Linked DNA regions of Pan troglodytes: region 2 is linked to region 1. The links are chromatin contacts, called in public HiChIP or PLAC-seq maps. All regions are on one chromosome and are shown on one strand. Each heading gives the region's core, a stretch centred on a gene start, on an enhancer-like site or on the middle of the called end of the contact. The rest is flanking DNA. Distances are from core to core; before and after follow the strand shown.

Region 1 (5,600 bases), core at 2,219-4,718:
TAAGCATTCTGTATAATATGTGATTGCTTGTCCTAGCTGCAGAAGGCCTTTTGTTTGGTCAAATGCATATTTTAGCAGAGTTTCAAGGAAATGATTGTCACACATGTCACTGTAGCCTCTTGGTGTAGCAAGCTCACATACAAAATACTTTTGTATATGCATAATATAAATCATCTCATGTGGATATGAAACTTCTTTTTTAAACTTAAAAAGGTAGAATGTCATTGATTACCTTGATTAGGGCAGTTTTATTTCCAGATCCTAATAATTCCTAAAAAATATGGAAAAGTTTTTTTCAATCATTGTACCTTGATATTAAAACAAATATCCTTTAAGTATTTCTAATCAGTTAGCTTCTACAGTTCTTTTGTCTCCTTTTATATGCAGCTCTTACGTGGGAGACTTTTCCACTTAAAGGAGACATAGAATGTGTACTTATTCTCAGAAGGTTCATTAACTGAGGTGATCAGTTAACAACTAGTTGAGCAGTCAGCTTCCTAAGTGTTTTAGGACATTTGTTCATTATATTTTCCGTAATATAACTAGAGGAAGTGGAATGCAGATAAGTGCCGAATTCAAACCCTTCATTTTATGTTTAAGCTCCTGAATCTGCATTCCACTTGGGTTGTTTTTAAGCATTCTAAATTTTAGTTGATTATAAGTTAGATTTCACAGAATCAGTATTGCCCTTGATCTTGTCCTTTTTATGGAGTTAACGGGGAGGAAGACCCCTCAGGAAAACGAAAGTAAATTGTTAAGGCTCATCTTCATACCTTTTTCCATTTTGAATCCTACAAAAATACTGCAAAAGACTAGTGAATGTTTAAAATTACACTAGATTAAATTATATGAAAGTCTGGTTTTCTCACTGTCCTTGAACGCAGTCTGCTTAAGTTGTTAAAAACCATCCAGCAAAAGCTGTAAGTGAAGTGCTACTGGTGTGAAGAGAGGAAAAGGTTTATAAAAGCAATCTGATAGCCTCGTCTTCTAATACACTTCTCAGCCTCTGCTACTAATATCCTACTTTTAACAAGCTGTTCTGAAGCCTAATCCAGTTACATAAGCAGTACAGCTGTTTTGAGTAGAGGCAGTGGAAGATCAGCAGTTTGTTCCTGATCATCTAGCAAAGGCATTTGTGTATTAATGCTTATTTGGAAATACCAATTTTAAGTACTGTGTTTAATAGGGAGACACACTGTATTAAGCAACTAAACTAAGGCTTTATTCAGCAAATTAGGGTATCCTTTGCCCAGCATCATGCCAAGCACTAGGCATTTAGTGGTGACAAAAATTACTGTGGTTTCTGCTTTCATTGAACTGTCTAATTAAAGACTGATGACACCAAAGTGTAGCAAATGCCATGATGGAGCAATGTGGTTGATGGCAGATATTAAAGCCATGACTGTATACCCTAGTTAAAATGATCAGGGGAGACTTAACTGAAAGGGTAATTGAGCTAGATTTGAAGGATGAGGAGTAGCAGACTAGTCAAAGAAAGGGAGAGAAGAACATACCTAAACATCTGATCACCAGTGACTGAGAAAGTTACCAGGATCAAGTGGAAAGAGAAAGGACTAGCAGAGTTACAGGTTAGAGAAACAGGTAAAGGCTACTAGGGACGGCATAGTAGTTGCATCCCATGTTTTGTCTCTTAAGAACAGTTGCAAACTATTGAAGGTTTTAAAGCTGTGTGTTGGGCCGGGTGTGGTGGCTCGTGCCTGTAATCCCAGCACTTTGGGAGGCCGAGGCGGGTGGATCACGAGGTCAGGAGTTTGAGACCAGCCTGGCCAATATGGAGAAATCCCGTCTCTATTAAAAATAAAAAAGTAGCCAGGCGTCGTGGCATGCGCCTGTAGTCTCAGCTGTTTGGGAGGCTGAGGCAGAAGAATCGCTTGAACCCGGGAAGTGAAGGTTGCAGTGAGCAGAGATCGCGCCACTGCATTCCAGCCTGGGCGACAGAGCGAGACTTCGTCTCAAAAAAAAAAAAAAAAAGGCTGTATTGTTTGGGGTGGGGTTGGTGGCTCACTTAATAAAGTTACCATTTAAAGAACATTGAATGCAATGAACAACATATATGGACCAAGAGATGGTAAGGAGGCTTGTTGGAGTGGCCCATGTGAGAAATGGATTCCAACTTAAGGTGCGGATGGGGTGGTGGTAGTGAATGGATTCTATGGATTCCCTATCTCACTGGTCACTACTCAGTATCCTTTGCTGATTTCTCCAGGTCTTGGATGTCAGACTTCATCTCTAGCTGTGTTCTTCCCTGGGTGATCTGATCCAATCCCATGATTTTGAATATGATCAGCATTTTAGTCCTGAATATTTCTAGGTCCCAAACCTCTCAAAACTCATATTCAACATCTTGATATGAATTTCTCAATATTCCAAGTCAACTCCTTGATTACCCAACACCAGTTGTTCATTCATCCAGTTGCTCAGAGCAAATGTTTTGGGTGCCATCTTCAATGTACTTTTATAACCTGCATCTAATCCTTAAGTGAGTCCACGTGGTTCTAACTTGAATATCCAGAGTTATCTAATACTTCTAACTACTACCACAACTACCATCCTAGCACAGGTGACTACAATAGCTTATAATTGTTCTCCTTTTTCTACCTTTGCCTTCCTGTGATTTAGTTTTTGCATAACAGGAAGCCTTTTAAGAGGGCAAAGCAGATTTTCTCATTTCCCTGTCCCCCACAAACTCTAGTGGTTTCTCATCATGACTAGAATTAAATTCTAAATCTGGTCCTTCACTTGCCCACTGCTTTGGCCACACTGACTGCTTTGCCAGGACTCCCCCATCTTGGAGCTTTTGTATGTACATCTTTGGCATGGGGAAGTTTTTCACTCATATTTTCAGGGCTCATTCTTTCTAAATTTCAGGTCCTTGTTCCATCCAGTGTCTCCCCGTCAGAGGCCTTCAGTGTTCGTTTCTAAAATAGTACCCTTAGTCACTTTACTCACTTGATACTTTTGCTTAATAGCATTTAAAACTTAACCTAGAATTAACCACGAGGGGCAGGAACATTTTGGACACTATCCCTTGTGAGCAGAATAGTGCCTGGGCATATTCGCATTTTGCTGAATGAACTAAAAAATAATTTCATGATGGATGTTGGATTAAATGGGTAGTGCTGCTGATGACATTAAAATTAAAAGTGTATCTGGGGAAGGGGTTTGGATTCAGACATTTGCGGTATCCAGGAGGAAACATCAAGCAGTTGATAATGTTTTTTGAAGTTCAGCGATCTGCCCGAAAGTCAAGAATGCAACACTATGTATAGGTTGTCCCTGTAGTCATGTTCTTGGAGTTCACTGGAAGCCCAGGGGGAGTAATTTCATTTGACGACCATATACAGGCCTAATGGGAGCCTGCAAAGTACAGCGGCCGCAGTCATGGGTAGATTACAGGATTCCCATCTGTAAGATCAGTACTGTGGGGGTGGAGGGCCAAGCGAAACCAATAAAATAGGTCTGTTGGCCGAGTTTCCTCAATTTAACAGGGATCGGTTAAATTGAACACAAATCGTTGGATCCGTCGCGTCTCGCGTAACCCGGCTGACGCTGAAAACCCTGGACCTACGTGGGCAGGCCCTGGGGTGCGGACATCTATTTTGCCCTTCTTAGCCGAGGTACTTTAGCTGGGATATGAAGAGTGAAGAGGCAAACCGCAGCCAACACCCAGCTACCGCGAGCAGTGGGACTAAAATGCGCAACCGCAGTGGACATCTAGGCCTCAGCTCCGCTTCTGGTGGCTTACGTCATTACTCAGCGACAGCCTTGAGGAAGGTCCCTTCTCGCTCGCCATCTCTGCGACTTTAATGCGCTTGCGCACGCGCTGTCTACCAGTTCCTGAGAGGGACGCGTGCCGCGGAGCCAGGCTTGCTACGTGACCCGGACACCAGGCATACGCTAGGGGCAGTCAGCTGTGCCTTCTCTTTCGGAGTTGTTCCGTGCTCCCACGTGCTTCCCCTTCTCCACTGGCTGGGATCCCCCGGGCTCGGGGCGCAGGTACCCAACGCGGGAGGGCCGGGTATGGATGCCAAGATCGGTGTCTGTGTCCTTCCTGGGCCGAGAGGGGACCGGCCTCAGGATGAAGGCTCTGCATCCGGACGGATACCTGGCCTACGCCGACTGTCCTCCACCCCTCTTTTGGGGCGCACCAAGATAACAGAATCACCTCTCCAATACGCAGCCGCTCTCGGCGCGTGCTTCTCGAGCGTCCTCGGGGATTTGCGTGGCTCGATACCCACCCTCTAAGTGCCTGTAACTGGGGAGTCGGGGTGAATGGGTGGGTGACAACAGTTGCTTTCCGTGGAGCTTGCCCGCAGTGCCTGGCTGCAGGTCTGGGCATTATACTTAGGGTAATCTGATTCCAGATCCTTCCACGTTCTTAAATCCTTCACTGTGCACATTCCTTTATACTCTTTATTCAGCAGTCACATTCAGGACTTGGTTTTGTTTGCCAATGCACCTAAAATGGTGCCTGCCACATAGATGTTATGTGTAGATAGACGAATGAGTGAGCGAAAAATAATCATCTCCTTCAAGGCCTTCCCCATCCAGGCCTTCCATGACAGCTTCAGCCCATAGTAATCTCAGCCCTTCCTTCATCTGACCGGTCCCTCAGTATAGCTATTTTTTTTTTTTTTTTTTTTTTTTTTACATCTAATTTTACCTGTGTTCTTGTTCCTCATCTCATTCTCTTAAATACCTTCTTCAAGAAGAATGCAAGCTTGAAGTCAAGGGCCTTGTGGTACTACTTCTGGGGCTCCCACAGTAGCTAGAGCAAAAGGCAGCCCCCATTAATTAGTTGTTGATTGATTTTTGCGGGATCTTTATGTGGCCGGCAACACAAGGTTTACAAGTTGGGAAGATTGGCGAACTAGGAAGAGCTCAGGCTTTGGAGTCAGGAAGACTTGAGTGTGAATTCTGTCTGTCGATTTTCTGCCTCGGGATATTTGAATTCTTTATACTTTCTCCTTTACGTATAAATTGGGGTCCTTGACAGTGACTTAGTGTTTTATAGTAAGACATATGCTAAAATCTGTTTGGATTGGAAGGTTAGAAGGGACAGTTAAGGTATGGTAAGTTTCAGTAAATGAGCTTTATGTTTATAATGTAGTAGGTACCAGAGTTTCTAAGTAGCATGTCACTTTTACATCTAAGTAGCATGTTACTTTTACAGTGATATTTCTGATTTTTTTTTTGATGTATTTATTGGGATGATGCAGTATTTTACTGTAGGTAATCACAGAACCTTTTTTTTTTTTTTTTTGAGACGGAGTCTCACTCTGTCGCCTAGGCTGGAGTGCAATGGCACACCATCTCGGCTCACTGCAACTTCCGCCTACCGGATTCAAGTGATTCTCTTGCCTCAGCCTCTCCTGCAGCTCCACCACCACTCCCGGCTAAGTTTTGTATTTTTAGTAGAGACGGGGTTTCGCCATACTCTCGACTTTCTGACCTCAGGTGATCCACCCGCCTCGGCCTCCCAAAGTGCTGGGCTTACAGGCATGAACCACCACTCCCGGCGAGAACTTTTGAGGTCTGTCTGTACAAAGGCTTCAATATCGTTTTCCCTAAAATGAGGA
Region 2 (5,933 bases), core at 2,634-5,133, 260 kb after region 1:
AAACAAACAACAACAACAAACCAGAAAAACAAAGCTGTTTCTTCTCCACCAGCATCTAGAACCTTAAAGGGGCCTACCTGGATTCAAACTGGATTCAAATTCCAGTTTTGCCATTTAACATCTATGTAATGTTGGGCAGATTATTTAACTGCTGGGTACCTTGGTTTCCTTATCTGTAAAATGGGCATAATACTATGCAGTAAGTACCTACCTAATAGGCTTGCTAGGAGTACTTGAGTTAAATACAAAGTGCTGAGAATAATGATGACACATTAAAGGTTATTTTGCATTTCAGCTATTATGATTATGTTAAACCATGTTTTGACTTCTTTTATCCCTTTCCAGTCCCCACCTGACCTCTTCCACTGCCTGCTTATTTGCCACTGAAAGCTGCCCCCCAAATGGCCTTCCAATCAGATCGTAAGGCTGTTTAACCATAATACCATTCTGAACAGTTTATGGTGCTGACTTCTCAAACTGAAGTCTTGTAGGTAGTTTGCAGTTGAATGCAATGTCACACCCCCTAACATTGTCAGGGAAAAGGTCATGTGCTTTGTTTCCATCCTTTGCACCAAATCCATGCTATCTTCAGAGAAGTGCAACCACCCAATGGTTCCTTTCCCAGACTTCACCTCATGCGGTTACCTATCTCTTCCCCTTGATGGGCCACCACTCTTTTCAGGAAAGAACATTTAATACAATGCAAGGTTTTAACCAATGGCTCACTTGGTTGGTGACAGCTTGGAAAAATCAGGTCTCAGGAGACAATCTGTAGTTACTTTTCTGGGAAGGGGAGTCGGGGTCCCCAGGTTTCATCATTCCTGGGCACATACAGGTAAGAGCGAACCACTACCCTTCCATCCCCCAAGAGAGCGCCTGACAGCATCCTTCAGCCCAGCAAAGCACAAGGCACAGCACCAGAACTTGGGCTTCCCACTTCCCTCCGCCCATCTTACTTATCCAAGGTTCAGGTCTTTAAGTTGGGACCCTTTGGTTGCTGCTATTGAGCTGGGGAAAACTAGGGGGCAGAATCAGTCAATCTGCCCAGCTGTTGGGGAAAGACAGCAGCTAGAGACCTAGTCAATCACGGTAAAGAGCCACGGGGCAGTAAGTTTCATTTCAAGAGAGGTTCAGGAATGGCTTGGTCAAGAGATTCAATCTCACCCAATCAATGAACAGCCCGCAGATAGTAACAATGCCACGCAGAACAGGATGGAGATCATTCACGTGTTTACCCTCCAAAAGTCAGACACCCTTAGAACAATCTCTGGCAAGTGCCATGTAATGAACCCTATCCTCAGACCAAACGTTTTCTCCCAAAGAACTGGCACAGCCACCAGCTTTGTCTCAGGAAATTCACTCCCCCAGTAGCCCAGGGCGGGATTTCTTGCCTACCCAGTCTGCCAGTCCGAGGCCCGCGCGCTTACCATTGGCGTTCTTGCCGCAGATGAGATGCTCATAGGGCTGCAAGACGCCCCAGAGCTCGGCGTCGTTGTTGATGACCATCTCCAGGGCCTCAGCAGACACCTCCCCGCCTCCGGCCCCTCCGCCATCAGGGCTCTGGCTGGCCATCACCCTGGCCCGGATCTCCTCCACCAGGTTCTCCATGCAGGCGGTGAGGGAGATGGCTGCGTACTCGTGGATGCGCACGGAGATTCGGGTGTCCACCATCCAGCGGAAAAAGCGGCCCACTGAGAAGGTGAGGCCGCAGCGAGCGGACTTGCCCCGGCGCAGCCCGTCGCCGGCGCTCATGCTGTACAGGGACAGCGCCTTGACGGCTGCCAGCGCGCAGCTCTCAGCCAGCGCCCAGCTGTGCACCAGGCGCACGGCGCTCTGCACCTCAAAGCGGGTGCACTTGGCGTGCAGCACGCTCAGGCGCTGCGCCTCGCGGGCCACGCGGATCAGTGCCCTGCGGAGCAGCCCGGCCAGGCGCCTCACCGCCTCGGCGGAGAACTGGGGCAGCCGCCGGCCGCCAGCGCCTTTGCGGAGCACCCGGGCCACGTCTCCCTCGGTCCAGGGGAACTCCTCCAGCTCGGGGAGCCGCGGACAGCGCGAGAAGAGGTCGGCCACTTCGGGGTCCTCGGGCAGCACCGTGTTCACCGTGTCCCAGCTGTTGTGGCGGCTGTTCATGGAGCCGGAGTAGCACCACCAGGCCGCCCCGCGGTGCTGCTGCGCCGAAGAGTTGAGCGCCTGCGAGTTGGACTTGGAGGACGAGAGGCTGAGCGAGCGGCACGAGTCCCCGGCCCCATACCCGGAGTCCAAGGTCAAGTCCTCCAGCGTCTTCAGAGTCGAGCTGTACGTCCCGGCCATGGGGAGGCTGCCGAGGGCGGCGTCGCCGAGCGAGGGGCACTCACAACTCCATGCCCTCTTTCCCAAGTGGGCAGAAACAAGCTCTAGGCTCTCCGGGCCACCCTCCTTCCTCTCTGCGTCGCGGGGCTCGGCGGCCGCATTGCCTGCCCGGAGGCCGCGGGAAGGTGGGCGAGATCCGTGGCCAGCAGGAGCCCCACGCTCCCGGCGTCCCGACTCGCAGCTGTCACTGGAAAGACCCCCGTCGCTACCCCCCGGCACTCCCCCTTGTCCACCTCTAATTCCCACAAGCAGAGCGTCAGTCCTCCACAGAGAAGGAATCCCGGGAGAACAGGGCGGCGGCGGCAGAAGGAGGAGGAGGAGGCGGCGGCGCAGGGTGCAGGGCGCAGCGCGAGTCCGGGACCAGCCGGCGAGAAAGCGCTCTGCAAACTTCTGCGCTGCGCCGGCCGGCAGCACAGCTGGGTACCCGGCTGCGTCCGACATGCAAATAATCCCCGGCGGCTCACCAATCACCTGCCGCGATGGGCGGGGCTGCACCAATGAGCTCCGAGGGGGCGGTCACTATGCAGATTTCACTCTGCCGCGGGTGAAACCCCGCGGCGAAGGAGGCGGGGCTGGAGGCCGAGGGTCGGGCACGCGGCTGGGATGGGGGTGGGGATGGGGGTGGGGATGGGGGGGGTTGGGATGGGGAGGTGGGGGAAGGGCGAGCCAGCCAACTGGGAGGTGGAGGTGGAGACCGGAAAGCAGCGGTCGAAACGATAGCTCCGGAGCTCACGATTTAAAGAAAAATGCAAAGGAAAAGCTACAGGGCGCTGCCACCTTCCCGCCACCCAGGCTTTGGGCGTTCGCTGCTCGCTTTCGAGCCCTCCGCAGCCAGGCGTCCTGGGGTTGGGGCCAGGAGAATGGGGAGGGCCCCATCCAGGCGCTCCACCTCTCCTCCACCTTCCGCCAGGCCCCTCCCGCAATCCGAGATGAAACGCTGGCTGTGTTTGGAGGGAGGAGGGAGTCCCTGGCTCTCTTTCCAAGTCCGTCTGGTTTCTTTGCGCTGCCGTCTAGGCTCCAATCAGGACAGAATTTCTTAACCTGGTATCTGATCAATGGACGGACCCCAGGAAGCCTGTGAGTGCCTCCGCCATTTGTAGTTTCACCTGCAGTTTTCTGAGTGCCACTATGGGGAGGGGGCACCAACTTTTGTCAGATTCTCAGGAGGATCCCTAACTTCCCTGTTACCTCTGTGTGACGATACCACTTGCTGTCAGGTGGATCCTTTTTGTCCGAGATAGACAGTGTTCTTACAGGAAGAATGAGAAGAAGGTGGCAGAGCAGTCCCTAGCCCTGGCCTGCGCTCGGAACACCTAGCTGGATGCAGGTGTTCGCCTCCTAACGCGTGCCGGTGGGCGAGCCGTATGCCCCCGTGGGACCCAGTTCCTCCGGGGTACAATGAGTGGCTGACCTCCAGGCAGCGCCAGTGCCAACCTGCCTCCGGGCGGGTGTCCCAAGCGGTCCGCCAGAGCGCTGTTGGTTCAGCAGTCCCATGCCCGGTGCAGGCATGTCCCGCCGCTGCCCTGTGGCTACTCACACGCACGTGCGCGAACGGACCTGTGCCCCCTCCAGTGGAACCGCAGACTCAAGGCGGGGATTGTGCATTCGCTCTCCCCAAGTCAGCCTCCCCCACTCCTGAATGGCTCCTTTGTGTTGCATTTTACACAGTTCTGACCTTGGGCCGTGAGTTGGATATGAACTAGAAATGTCTGGTTTGTCTCTTTCCTTCTTAAATTAATGGCCTTTACCCCCGGTGAAACTGCTTTTTATTTGGCAGTTTCGCTTAATTTTGCCTTTCCGCGGGTCTTTATTTATGCAACATCGCCGCCCGATGGTTAGAATTGGGAACAGAGTCAAAGATGGAAGTACTGTAATATCAAAGACGCAAGTCAGCAGAGATCAAATTAACAAAGGAGAACGCAGTCACACTTTACAGACGTGAGATTAGAAGTTAAAGTAGGCAATGAGGTCCAACTTGTCAAAAATACAAAAGTAAATTTTATGCAATTTAAAACTTTATTGGGGAAATATAATATTAAAGGCAATGTCGCCCTCTAATGGATATATTCAAAGGAAATGAATTTCAGAAAGGTTTCCCCGCCCCCCCTTTTCTTCGTTGTGCGCACCCATCAAACCTAAAGAAAATTACTTAACTGGAAATTTACAACGGGGAACTTACTGAACGAAAGGTTATTGGAGGAATCATCTGGAGTGGGAAAAAGAGCCTATGGGATTTATATTAATATATTCAAATTACTTGATGACTTAAAGTGTAGATAATCAAACATGCCTCCAACTGAATCTGAGAATCCTGTGAATGTTGACCTGCAACTTGAAGATATATTATGCAAAATTCAGCCATGGGAAATGCTTCTGAACAAACAACTGAGTTTCTTTAAGTTTCAAGGAAAGAAAGAGATGGAGAGAAGACCTACACATTTAAAGAGACTTGAAAGACATAATAACCAATTACAAGGTGTGGAACTTATGTGTATTTTGAATTTGTTTTAAAAAGCCAGTAAACATTTGACATTATGAAACCATTAGGAACACTGCCTCGATGTTTGCTCTTAAAGAATAACTTTTTTTTTTTGATGTGGTAATGGTAGTGTGGTTATGTTTATCAAATGTTCTTATCTTTTAGAGACACATGCTGAAATAAGTGTTTTGTAGCCCTCAAGAGTTGGCTTCCTCAAGGAAAAAAGGAAGAAAAATCCTGATGGAAAAATCTGGTAAAGGGACTAGGAAGTTAGGAAAGACTGTAGATAGATCTCTTGTCTTTCAAATTTTCCTCAGTCTTCTAGTCAGCCTGAGGACTGGCAGTACCAAGTAAACCCAGAATGTGTCTGTGTTTGTGTTTTGTGTGATATGGGAAAAAGAATAGGAGGAAGATAGATAGAGATGAATATATATATATATATATATATATATATATATATATATATATCCAGCCATCTTAGAATGAACCAATTCTTTGATTTCAGTTAAACTTTTGGGAGTTGGCCAGTGTGGTGAAATACAAAACTTTGGGTCAAGGAAAGAAAGGACATGGTTTCTTATATATACGTGCATGTGTTCAGTTAAGCCAATCTGCTGGTAATGTGTTTGATTTTAAGAATGCAAATTATATTAAGAGAAAATGTCATCCCAACTTGGGCCTTACCCAAATATTAGTTTTGAAGAAACATTGTTTTTGAAGAAAAACAGCGTCATTAAGCTGGACAAGTAGAAAAGAACATAACAGAACACTGGCAAACACTGGAACAATTCCAAGTGGAGTTGACAATTAAGAAGCAGATCTCGGATTACCTATGCAAAAATCATGTAACAGAGGTAGCTTGAAGTAAACTTTAGAAACTTTACCTGGTGTGAGGTCTTCTATGTGCTTACACAATCAAAAACAATCTGGAAATTAGGAGATAAAATACCCTGGAATTTACCTTGAAAGTGAGGGTGTTATAATCCCAACTATTTACAGACAGAACTGTCTCATGAGAAAGGTAGATTATGGCCTTGACTTTGGAGAGTGGCCAAATTTTAATTTAGTTTGTGGATCACCTTCGGTGCATTTGGCAGATGTAGAT

What was found. HiChIP or PLAC-seq counts read pairs in DNA pulled down with a chosen protein or histone mark.
Region 2: a contact with region 1 is called in an H3K4me3 HiChIP or PLAC-seq map of stem cell-derived excitatory neurons, with 11 times the contacts expected there. The contact joins the promoter of ABTB2 here to the promoter of NAT10 in region 1. A contact is called at or near these places in 2 of 7 Hi-C or Micro-C datasets (blood and stem cell-derived neural progenitor cells) and 1 of 1 datasets of contacts at active chromatin or transcription factors (stem cell-derived excitatory neurons).

What each region holds. Positions count from the first base shown.
Region 1 is chr9:38,111,938-38,117,537 of NHGRI_mPanTro3-v2.0_pri, forward strand. It overlaps NAT10 (N-acetyltransferase 10), which reads left to right and starts at 3,469. Exons shown (of 29, transcript XM_016920657.4): 1 at 3,469-4,017.
Region 2 is chr9:38,367,016-38,372,948 of NHGRI_mPanTro3-v2.0_pri, forward strand. ABTB2 (ankyrin repeat and BTB domain containing 2) reads right to left here and starts at 3,884. Exons shown (of 17, transcript XM_016920656.4): 1 at 1,428-3,884. The coding sequence starts at 2,790.